Linked DNA regions of Sus scrofa: region 1 is linked to region 2. A link is a contact called in public HiChIP or PLAC-seq data. All regions are on one chromosome and are shown on one strand. The core of a region is the stretch at or near the end of the contact, and the rest is flanking DNA. Distances in the headings are between cores, read along the strand shown.

Region 1 (5,111 bases), core at 351-2,850, 110 kb before region 2:
TCACCCAATAATGGCAAAGCAGAGTTTGGAACCAAGGCTGAGGCTCCTCAGGCTTTGGAAGACAAGGACAAGGTCATGCATGGCCTTGGGCCTTCTTGGGGACTGTATTCACAGGCAGGCACAGGACGCAAACCCCAAAATAAGAGGTAAGATCCACCATCCTTCTGACATATCCACAAAGAGATGTGGCTTCCTGACCACAGCCCTAGAGAGCCCCTGGGCTGGGGCGTTAAGGCTTTGAATAGAACCTACCTGTGACCCAACCCTGGAAGCTACTCTGAGAGTGCTCACCTCCTACACGAGTGTGTACATTCACTGGGCAAAATGTTTCTATCTTCTACATGGACACATAGCATGCTGGGAGCTAGCCAGCTCTCCTGACAAGAAACTGAGACAATATCAAGGCACTCCCTAAAAGCACAGAACCTATCACACAGTACCTACCACACAGTCACTCAAGACAGCTAGGTCATTAAATATGAACAAGTGTGGACTACAAAACTAAGGGAATTTGAAAATATGACCCTTTTGTGATCATAAAAAGGTGGTCTATAAGGTGTTTCCCTATTTCATTTCTTCATGCTTTCTGGCAAATGTTTTTGTTACTGGCAAAAATGTACCCTTCTAATCATAATGTATTCATTTCAAAGGGCTCCAAAATAAGACAATTCCACTAAGAAGTACTCTTACCTTTGTTCCTGAACCAGGCACCTAGATAAAAAGAACAACAAATTTTGTTAAGTTCAACAAAAAGAAACATTTTTATTGCTTTTTTGGAGTGTGGGTTAAAGGGCATATTCACCATATTAAAGATTTCTCAAAGAGGAAAACAGAAATGTTCTTAATAAAGACTTGCCATCTATCTATATTTTTGTAATCTCCATCACAATGAAAGAGGTAACTTTATATTCTCCTTCCACATCCATTTCCTTCAGATTGGAAACTCACTAGACCAGTCTGGCAGGGCTCATCTCTGGAAGCCTCCATACCTCAGTGGACTTCAGTCATTATTCAGTATTTTCCATATGGTCATCACAGCACAGTAATGGAGACATGGCTCCCATCCTCCTGGTCACTTGCACTGGGCCTGTCCTCACCAGAAGGACACCACTGCCTGCCCAGCTCTGGTCCCCTAACTGCTCTTCCTGCCTCGAGGCCAAGCTCCTGGCTCCACAGTGCAGCTGGAGCTCTTATCCTGAAGGACTCGCTTTCCCTTCACTCCTGTCCCCACCTCCAACCACAAGACATCCTATTAGGCCACTGGGAGCTCTGGGAAGGGAGATGAGTAGACATGCCTGGGGCCCTGAGCTGAAAGAGAACTATGCCTGCACGCCTGAGGGATTGCTTCCAGGACAACTGTGAGAAGTCATAGCAGCTGGAAGAATTCACAGGCATAGATGGCTGACGGGGGGAGGAAAAGGTTAAACTTGATTCTGAAAACTGAAGCTCCAATGAATACAGGTGCCATGGACCCCCTACTCCCACACTCCCTACTGCAAAAGAAAGAAATCAGGAGGAGAGAGAGGCTTTCACAATCATCATATGGTCTTTAATCACAGTCAAATGTCTTCTCCCCCGTGACCCTCCACGTCATTCACTGAGTGGGTCAGCTTCCTCTCTCATCTATTCAGTTCAGGCTTCAGTCACTGCAAGCAGGAAGAAGGGGCCTTGTTCCCTTCTCCAGCACACCTATTTCCTGTCCTTTCCTGGGTGCTTATTTCATTTTCCAACCACAAAGAACTTTTTGGTGCTAATATGATCATTTCTGTGATAGTCATTAAAATGCTTTTATAATTCTAAAGTTTTTGGTTATTAATAAAGGTTTTTTAAATTCATGAGACAGACATTATTGGTTACCATCAAAATGACTGAAAGCAAAAAGAAAAAAATGAAAGCAAAATATGAGCTAACTATATAAAAATAAAAATTATTTTAAGTGATCATTTCAATATCTTTGGTATCAGTATTCTAAAGAACTGGAGAAGAAAAATTTGGAGTGTCAATCATGTACTGAACTGATTCTCTAGTTGTCATATTTTAAAAGGGTACAAAGAACAGAAAACAAATCTAATGAATCGGTTTCACTTCAAAATAATTCTTACCTTCAAAATTTTAGGGCTGCTGTAATAAGCCATGCTCAGGGTTTCTATTTCTTCACACTGTTCCAAATTTATCCTTCTGGTACACTTAACAGCTTGGTTAACCAGAAATGCTGGAAATCGTAACATTCCCAAGGAAAAAGGGAAAAAAATTTTCAACTGTCCAATGGTAACTGAAAAATTGTAATCTAAGTAAAACCGCAAAGTTATGACGCAAAACTTGCTTAAGATAGGGCTTAAGAAATTATTTTTCAAATATGTGATACATTCACATGACTCAAAATTCAAAAGGCACAAAAAGATACTGAGATAAGTCTCCCTCTGAACCCTGTCCCCAGCCCCCAGCAACTATCAGTTCCCTTCCCCAGAGACAATCAGCATGAACTTTCTCGTATCTTTCTGGAAATATCCTATGCAAATAAAGGTGTGTATATAAATATAATTTTAGTATTTCTGCCTCCTTTTGGAAACAAACACACAATATATATTCTGCCCTTTGTTGTTTTTTTTTCACTGAACAATTTATCTTAGAGTTCAGCCTACCTTAGTACATGAAGAGCTTCCTCCTCCTTTTTTAGGAATAATTAGTATTCTATTATAGACACACCATAATCTATTCAATCAGTTCCCCATGAATGGACACGTAAGCAGTCTCCAGCTTTGCTATCATACACAATGCTGTAGTTTATTGTTTTGTACGTGGGCCAGAGTTTCTGCAGGACCAGCTTCTAGAACAGCTAAGTCAAAGGGCATATTCATTTGCAATTTTGATACCTATTGCCAAAGTGGTATCAATACAGAGGCTAATCCAATTTTTAGTCCCACCAGCTATATAGACAAGTGACTATTTCTCCACAGCCTTAACATCCTTACACTTTGCCAATCCATTAGGTGGAAATGATATCTCAGTTGGTTTTAATTTACACTGTTCCTACTGTGTGAGCAAGGTTAAGCATCTTCTCAACAGAATGTATTCCTTCATGTGGCAAGTGTTGCTTCATTAGGCCACATGCTACCATCCATGGCATAGCAGGCTTCTGCACAGTGAGGCTGGCTAAGGACTGCAGAGCCATGCCTGTTGCCTTCCACTGCCAAGAGAGCTAATCCACGGATTCCATGATGCAACTGAAGGAGAAGTAGGATCCATGGGAGGCAGTTGCATGAGTTGCATCCCTGCTTCACTGCCACCCGAGTGAGCCTGAGCAAGAAACTGAATGTGGGAGTTCCTGCTATGGCTCAACAGGTTAAGAATCCAACTAGTAACCATGAGGATGCAGGTTCAATCTCTGACTTTGCTCAGTGGGTCAAGGATCCATCGTTGCTGAAAGCTGTGGCATAGGTCACAGACGCAATTCGGATCTGGTGTTTCTGTGGCTGTGGTGTAGGCCAGCAGCTGCAGCTCTGATTCAGTTCCTAGCCCAGCAACTTCCACATGCCACATGTGCAGCCCTAAAAAGAAAGAAAGAAAAAAAAAAAAGGAGTTCCCATTGTGACTCAATGGTTAATGAACCCAACCATTATCCATGAGGATGTGGGTTCGATCCCGGCCTTACTCAGTGGGTTAAGGATTCAGTGTTACCGTGAGCTATGGTGTAGGTTGCAGACGCAGCTCCAATCCTGCAATGCTGTGGCTGTGGCCAATGGCTACAGCTCTGATTGGACCCCTAGCCTGGGAAACTCCATATGCCATGGGTGCAGCCCTTAAAAAAAAAAAAAAAAAAAAAAAAAAAAAAGACAGAAAAAAGAAGAAACTGAACGTTTCTCGGTTTCCTCATCTAAAGAATGAAGATAATCCCCCTGCCCCCGAGAATCACTGTAAGGATCACATGGAAAAACACATGCCATCACTTAAGACAACACCCAGCATGCAGTAAGCGCTTAATCAATGTTAGCTACTGACAAACCTAAGCTCCAGTGAGGAAAGAACTTTCCAACAACTGGAATAGTTAAACAACTGAGTGGGCTGGTTGCAGGTAGTGAGTTCCCCATCATTACAAGTGCTCAACAGTGACTGCATGTGGTAGGAAAGATTCCAGCACTGGGTGAGAAACTATAAAATCTTTGAGGCCTCTTTCAACTCTAAGACTCTCTCTTTGTAGTTATGAAGCCCATTTAATTATGACTGCTATAAATTTATTTATTTATTTTGTCTTTTTGTCTTTTTAGGGCCACTCCCGCAGCATATTAGAGGTTTCCAGGCTAGGGGTCGAATCAGAGCTGTAGTCCCCGACCTACACCACAGCTACAGCAACACCAGAGCCGAGCCACGCCTTCGACCTACACCACAGCTCACGGCAGCGCCGGATCCTTAACGCACTGAGCAAGGCCACGGATTGAACCCATAACCCCATGGTTCCTAGTCAGATTCGTTTCCACTGCACCACGAGGGGAACTCCATATAATTAAGAGCAAGAGAAAGAGAAACTGCCATTCTCTTACCTGCAGGGTTATTATCGGTACACAGAGATGATGTAAGGGGTGAAGGAAACCTCAAAAATGAATCTGAAGTCTGCAGGTGCGCCCCATACTGCAAAGAGAACAACCGACAGTGTCAAGGTGCTACTCAGGCACCCGATCAACACTTACCAGACACCTGCTATGTGACAGGAAGCATTTCAGGCATCAGGAACACAGGGATGAACAAAACACAGATGTGGTCCCTGCCCACAGGGAGCTTACATCTAGCTGTCCTACCCTTTTTCTTCAAGGATGTATTTCTGCATGTGCATGCTGCTATATTTGCAGGCATTTCTATTGTAGGCTATTTTATTTCTAGTCCTCTGGAAAAGTATGTAAGAAGCTCACATAGGTACCAGCAAGGGGGAAACATGCCCTCTCCTTCACTGGAGCTGGGAGTACAAACTCCTGCAATCTTTCTGGAGGGCAATTAGTTGTCGGTATTTTAAATTTCCATTCATTTTGACCAAGTTAATCCATTTATAGGATCGTATCTTAAGGATATAAATGGATAAAAAATACATATCTAAAAGAATGTTTATTGTGGGAGTTCCC
Region 2 (5,184 bases), core at 1,894-4,393:
ATGTCAGGAACACCTACCAAATTAATCTGGGAACTTTTCCAGTGTTAAGAGAGAGGTGTTGTATAAGTTACCAAATAACCTGATAAAAAATGACAACAGGAATGTGCAATTCAAAAAGGAATAAAAATACAAATTGCTAATAAATATATGAAAAGATGCTTGGAGTCTACATCGTGGCTCAGTGGTTAATGATCCTAACTAGTATCCATGAGGACGTGGGTTCGATCCCTGGCTTCGTTCAGTGGGTTAAGGATCTCACATTGCTGTGAGCGGTGGTGTAGGCCAGCAGCTACAGCTCCAATTCGACCCCTAGCCTAAGAACCTCCAAATGCCTTGGGTGCAGCCCTAAAAACACCAAAAAAAAAAAAAAAAAAAAAAAAAAAAAAAAGATGCTTATACTCTCTGGTAATAAAATAAACCCGATAAAGAATAACCAATAATGCCATTTTCTGCCTATCAGTTTGGCAAATCATATCCTTTACCTGGAAGGATTCTCCTACACTTTTGGTGGGAATGTAAATTGGTACAAACTTTTCAGATAGCAATTTGGTAGTGAGTCCACACGCAAATTTAAATTTTTTTTTTTTTTTTTTGTCTTTTTAGCTATTTCTTGGGCCGCTCCCGCGGCATATGGAGGTTCCCAGGCTAGGGGTCGAATCGGAGCTGGAGCCACCGGCCTACGCCAGAGCCATAGCAACGCAAGATCCGAGCTGCGTCTGCAACCTACACCACAGCTCACGGCAACGCCAGATCCTTAACCCACTGAGCAAGGGCAGGGACCGAACCTGCAACCTCATGGTTCCTAGTCGGATTTATTAACCACTGCGCCACAACGGGAACTCTGCAAATTTAAAATTTGTATAAGCCTTTGACCCAGCAATTTCATTTTTAGAACTCCGTGTTAGGCAGCCTATAAAATGGCCCCTAATGATCCCCACTGCCTGGTATTCATACCCTTATATAATCCCCTGCCCCTAGAGTATGGTCTGCACTTACAGATTCTCATTTAATAAAGAAAAAGTGATGAAATGTCAATTCTGAGATTAGTTTTAAAAAAGACTATGGCTTCCATAATAGGATACTGCCCCTTCCCCCTCTCTCTCTCTCTCTCTCTCTCTCTCTCTCTCTCTCTCTCTCTCTCTCTCTCTCTCGCTACCCCCAACCCCTGGCCCAGATTACCAGTTGCTATGTTGTGAGGACAAATGAGGTAGCCTACAGAGAGGCCTACATGGTAAGGAAATGAGGGCTACAAGCAGCCATGGGAGAGAGCTTGGAAGCTGACCTTCTGAGGCCTTCCAACAGCCAGATCAGTGAGCCTGAGAGTGAATTTCCCCAAGTTCAGTCTTCAGATGAGACCACAGCCCTGGATGATGGCTTAACTTCAACCTCATGAGAAACCTTGGGCTAAAAGCACCCAGCTAAGCCACACTTATTATTTTGAAGTAATAAATGTCTGGTTATTTCTAAAGCTTTAAGCTATGGGACAATTTACTCCACAGAAACAGGAACTAATACACTATCCTATGCACTACTAACAGCATTGTTTGTGAGGGCAAAAAGCTGGAAACTACCAACTTTTCTACTAATAGGGTGATGGGTAACTAAATTACATTTCAGTCACACAATGAAAAATTATATAATCATTAAAAAGAATAAGATGGACACAGAAACTAAAAAAGCAAATTGCCAGACAAGAATAGTAGTAGGACATTTTCTTTTTAAAAAGTATGTATGTGTCTAGTATGTGATATAAATTTGAGAGAGAGGGAGAAAGAAAAAAAAAAGATATCCATAGCTACAGAGAGAGAGAAAGTTATAGAGAGACTGGCTATAAACAGAAAATGCAGAAGGATATATACCAACTTGTTATGAGGTGTTACTCTGTCAAGTAGGATATACACAGCAAGTAGATGAGAAAGACTTTCATTTTTCATTTTTGCACTCTTCCGCAAATTTTACGTATATTGCAAGGAACACACATACTTTCTCGTAATTTAAAAAACAATAAGGATAAAAGATCTTTTGGCTCACAAAGTAATTACTGTTAAATGTTTAATGCTACAGCTTAACTGAAAAATCGAGTACCTTTCACTGACAAATATGTTTCACTCCTTCTCTAGGAAAAAAAAAAACAGAAATAGGGATAAAAATCACTTCACATAAAAAATGTTAAAATATCCTTGGGCTATGTGTGTTAAGACTCAGAGAGAAGGCAGTATATTAATTCAAAATATTATTAGCTCATATATTTTTCTCTTAATGACTTAATGTAAAAAGCCACTGATGGGGTATTTCTAGAACTTTCTTGACCACTAAAGTATAATTTCTACCATTAGTCATTATTTACTATTATCTTTCTTAAGGCTTCCTCTTGATCCTGTAAGGTGATTTCTGTAAGTCCATTGTTAGGTTAAATATATATATATTTATATATATATTCATATGTCTTATATATATATATTCATGTATCTTATATATATATATTTAATGTTAGAAATACACACACACATACATATGACTGAGTTTAAAGTTCTAGAGCATTAATTCTTTACTCTGTGACCAGACTATATTCAGAAGAATAAAAATAAGCAAAAGAGAGCTCATTACCTTGGTTGAATCACTAGCATATTAGTACACATGTTCTTTTCAAAAATAACTTGCAAAGGCTGACTTTCTTGAAAACACACATTATGAATTCTTTTAATACCTTAAAAATAATAAGGAAATACATTAATAATTTCAAGTGCAAAATTAACAGATGTTTAAAAGGCTTTAAATTTCACAGCCATATAAAAATAGTAAAATTAAAGTAATATTCAATAGTTGGCAGGTACACATAGCTTACCAGAAGCACTATTCCTTAATGAATGTATTTATCGCTCCCTAGTGGACACCATGTAACATGTCACACCCTCTGACCAATCAGGTAGCAGAGCTCCCACTTCTTTTCAGGGAATTTCTTATATTGCGTGTAAAACAGTAAATACCCACTGCAGATCATATATGTATGATTCTCCTTCAGTATTTTTCATCCAAGACTGATATTTCTGGATGGAACCTCTGAAAGTAAAACCTGATCATTGGGTTCTTTTCCTCTGAGAGGAGGAAGAGAGGAGTGTGTAGCAACAACAGCTATGGCCCAATGTCCTGCAGTAGAAACTGCAGCACACATTGCACATGCAGTACCTCTGATCCTCACAATATCCCTGTGGAGTAGGTACTTAATATCAAAAGATGAAGCTATAGTTCTAGAGCTCTGTTAAGTGCTGTGCTATGCTGTTTTAACAAGTATGGCTAGATTTTGAATCTAAGTTTGTTTTTTCTCTTTTTTTTTAGCCATATTGGTGGCATGTTGAACCTGTGCCACAGCAGTGACCTGAGCTGCTGCAATGACAATGCTAAATCCTTAACCTGCTGCGCGCTACAAAGGAAATCCTCTCTCTCTTTTTTAAATTTTATGAATCTAAGTTGTATTTTGCTTTGTTTTGCTTTTTAGGGCCACACCTCTGGCATATGGAAGTTCCCAGGCTAGGGGTGGAATTGGAACTGCAGCTGCTGGCCTATGCCACAGCCACAGCAACTTGGGTCTGAGCCACATCTGTGACCTACACCACAGCTCAAGGCAACGCTGGATCCTTAACCCACTGATCGAGGCCAGGGATCAAACCCACAATCTCATGGATACTAGTTGGGTTCATAACCCTCTGAGCCACAACGGGAACTCCTCTGAATCTAAGTTTGAACATAAAGCCCATGAAATAAAATTCAGGTAGGCTATAACTTTCTACAGCATAATAATGTTACCATGAGAAGCAAAAGGATTCACTATAAATATTTCTCAACTTATTTTTAACTGAATTAATAAAAACAGCAACATTTATTATTTTCATAAATATTTACTGAGCACTTGCTGTGTACAAGGCTGATCAGCTGGCTTTTGCTGGATAACAAACCACATCAAAAATTTAGTGGTTCAAAATAACAAACATTTGTTATTTCTCACGATTGAGTGGCTCCTCTGGTGAAGGCTGGCTTAACTGTGGCTGGATCATTTTGAATGGCCTCACTTTCACATCTGGGGCCTCAAAGTTGGGACAACCGGAACAGCAGGATGGCTGGGGCCTTTCACCACCTGGTCTGCAATCTTCCAGGAGTCTACACTTTGCTGTGCTTATTTTCAGGCCGATGGAAACATTCTTAGTTTAAGAGTAGAAGCTGACATACTTTTCTTTTTTTTTCCTGCTTTTTAGGGACATACTTGGGGCATATGGAAGTTCCTGGGATAGGGGTCAAACTGGAGCTACAGTTGCCAGCCTATGCCACAGCCATAGCAACACTGGATCCGAGCCACATCTGTACCTATGCTGCAGCCTGCAGCAACACTGGATCCTTAACCTACTGAAAGAGGCCAGGGATCGAACCCTCATCCTCATGGATACTAGTCGGGTTCTTAACCTGCTGAGCTACAACAGGAACTACTGACAGGTCTCTGGAGGCCTAGGCTTGGAACCCACATAATATCACTTCTAATGCATTCTATTGATATCAAAGCAAGTCCAAGTCCAGCTGAGAGTTGGGGAAGTACTTCAGCTTTCAAAGGGAGGGCCTGCAAATAATTTATAAGTATTTTTCTGTAACCTACCATACAGGGACTACTTTTGGAGCTGTGGACTAGCGAAGAACAAATCAGACAAAAATCTCCAACCTCACAGAGCTTACATTCTAGTGAGGGGAGACAAACAATAAGAAAATAGGAAGTAGGGAGGCCCCCTGTGGCACAATAGGTTAAGGATCTGGTGTTGTCACTGCAGCACCAGGTTGCTGCTGTGACAGAGATTTGATCCCAGTCCTGGGAACTTCCACATGCTGCAGGTGTGGCCAAACAACAACAAAAACAAAAAACAGATTAAGTAAAGAGAATGCTTACTGTAGGCCAAACATTCTCTGATATAAACTGTACAAATGTTTTCTTAGATCAGTTACTCAAATTATGTTATTCAAATGTTTCTCAATGCCTTTAAATTCACTGTTTTGAGAGTTTAAAGTCATTAGCACATCTGCAGAATGCCTTTTTACAAAACCTCAAAACCTTGAAGTAGGAATCCTGTCCTTTTTTTTTTTTTTTGTCTTTTCTAGGGCCGTACCGTGGCACATGGAGGTTCCCAGGCTAGGAGTCTAATTGGA

What was found. HiChIP or PLAC-seq counts read pairs in DNA pulled down with a chosen protein or histone mark.
Region 1: a contact with region 2 is called in an H3K27ac HiChIP or PLAC-seq map of alveolar macrophages. The contact joins two enhancer-like sites. A contact is called at or near these places in 1 of 5 promoter capture datasets (fetal liver) and 2 of 2 datasets of contacts at active chromatin or transcription factors (alveolar macrophages and skeletal muscle).

What each region holds. Positions count from the first base shown.
Region 1 is chr14:31,991,355-31,996,465 of Sscrofa11.1, reverse strand. TCTN1 (tectonic-1) reads right to left here. Exons shown (of 15, transcript XM_021074349.1): 5 at 4,539-4,626; 6 at 2,103-2,212; 7 at 691-711. Among named protein-coding and RNA genes, the nearest start is that of TCTN1, 40 kb to the right of the region's middle. Within about 2 kb of position 1,600, at least 3 of the 83 cell types and tissues checked have an H3K27ac peak or open chromatin away from gene starts, as enhancers often do. A contact at or near this core is called in alveolar macrophages, where this site is marked.
Region 2 is chr14:31,879,525-31,884,708 of Sscrofa11.1, reverse strand. It overlaps RAD9B (cell cycle checkpoint control protein RAD9B), which reads right to left. Exons shown (of 11, transcript XM_013982863.2): 5 at 2,608-2,707. Among named protein-coding and RNA genes, the nearest start is that of VPS29, 13 kb to the right of the region's middle. Within about 2 kb of position 3,143, at least 3 of the 83 cell types and tissues checked have an H3K27ac peak or open chromatin away from gene starts, as enhancers often do. A contact at or near this core is called in alveolar macrophages, where this site is marked.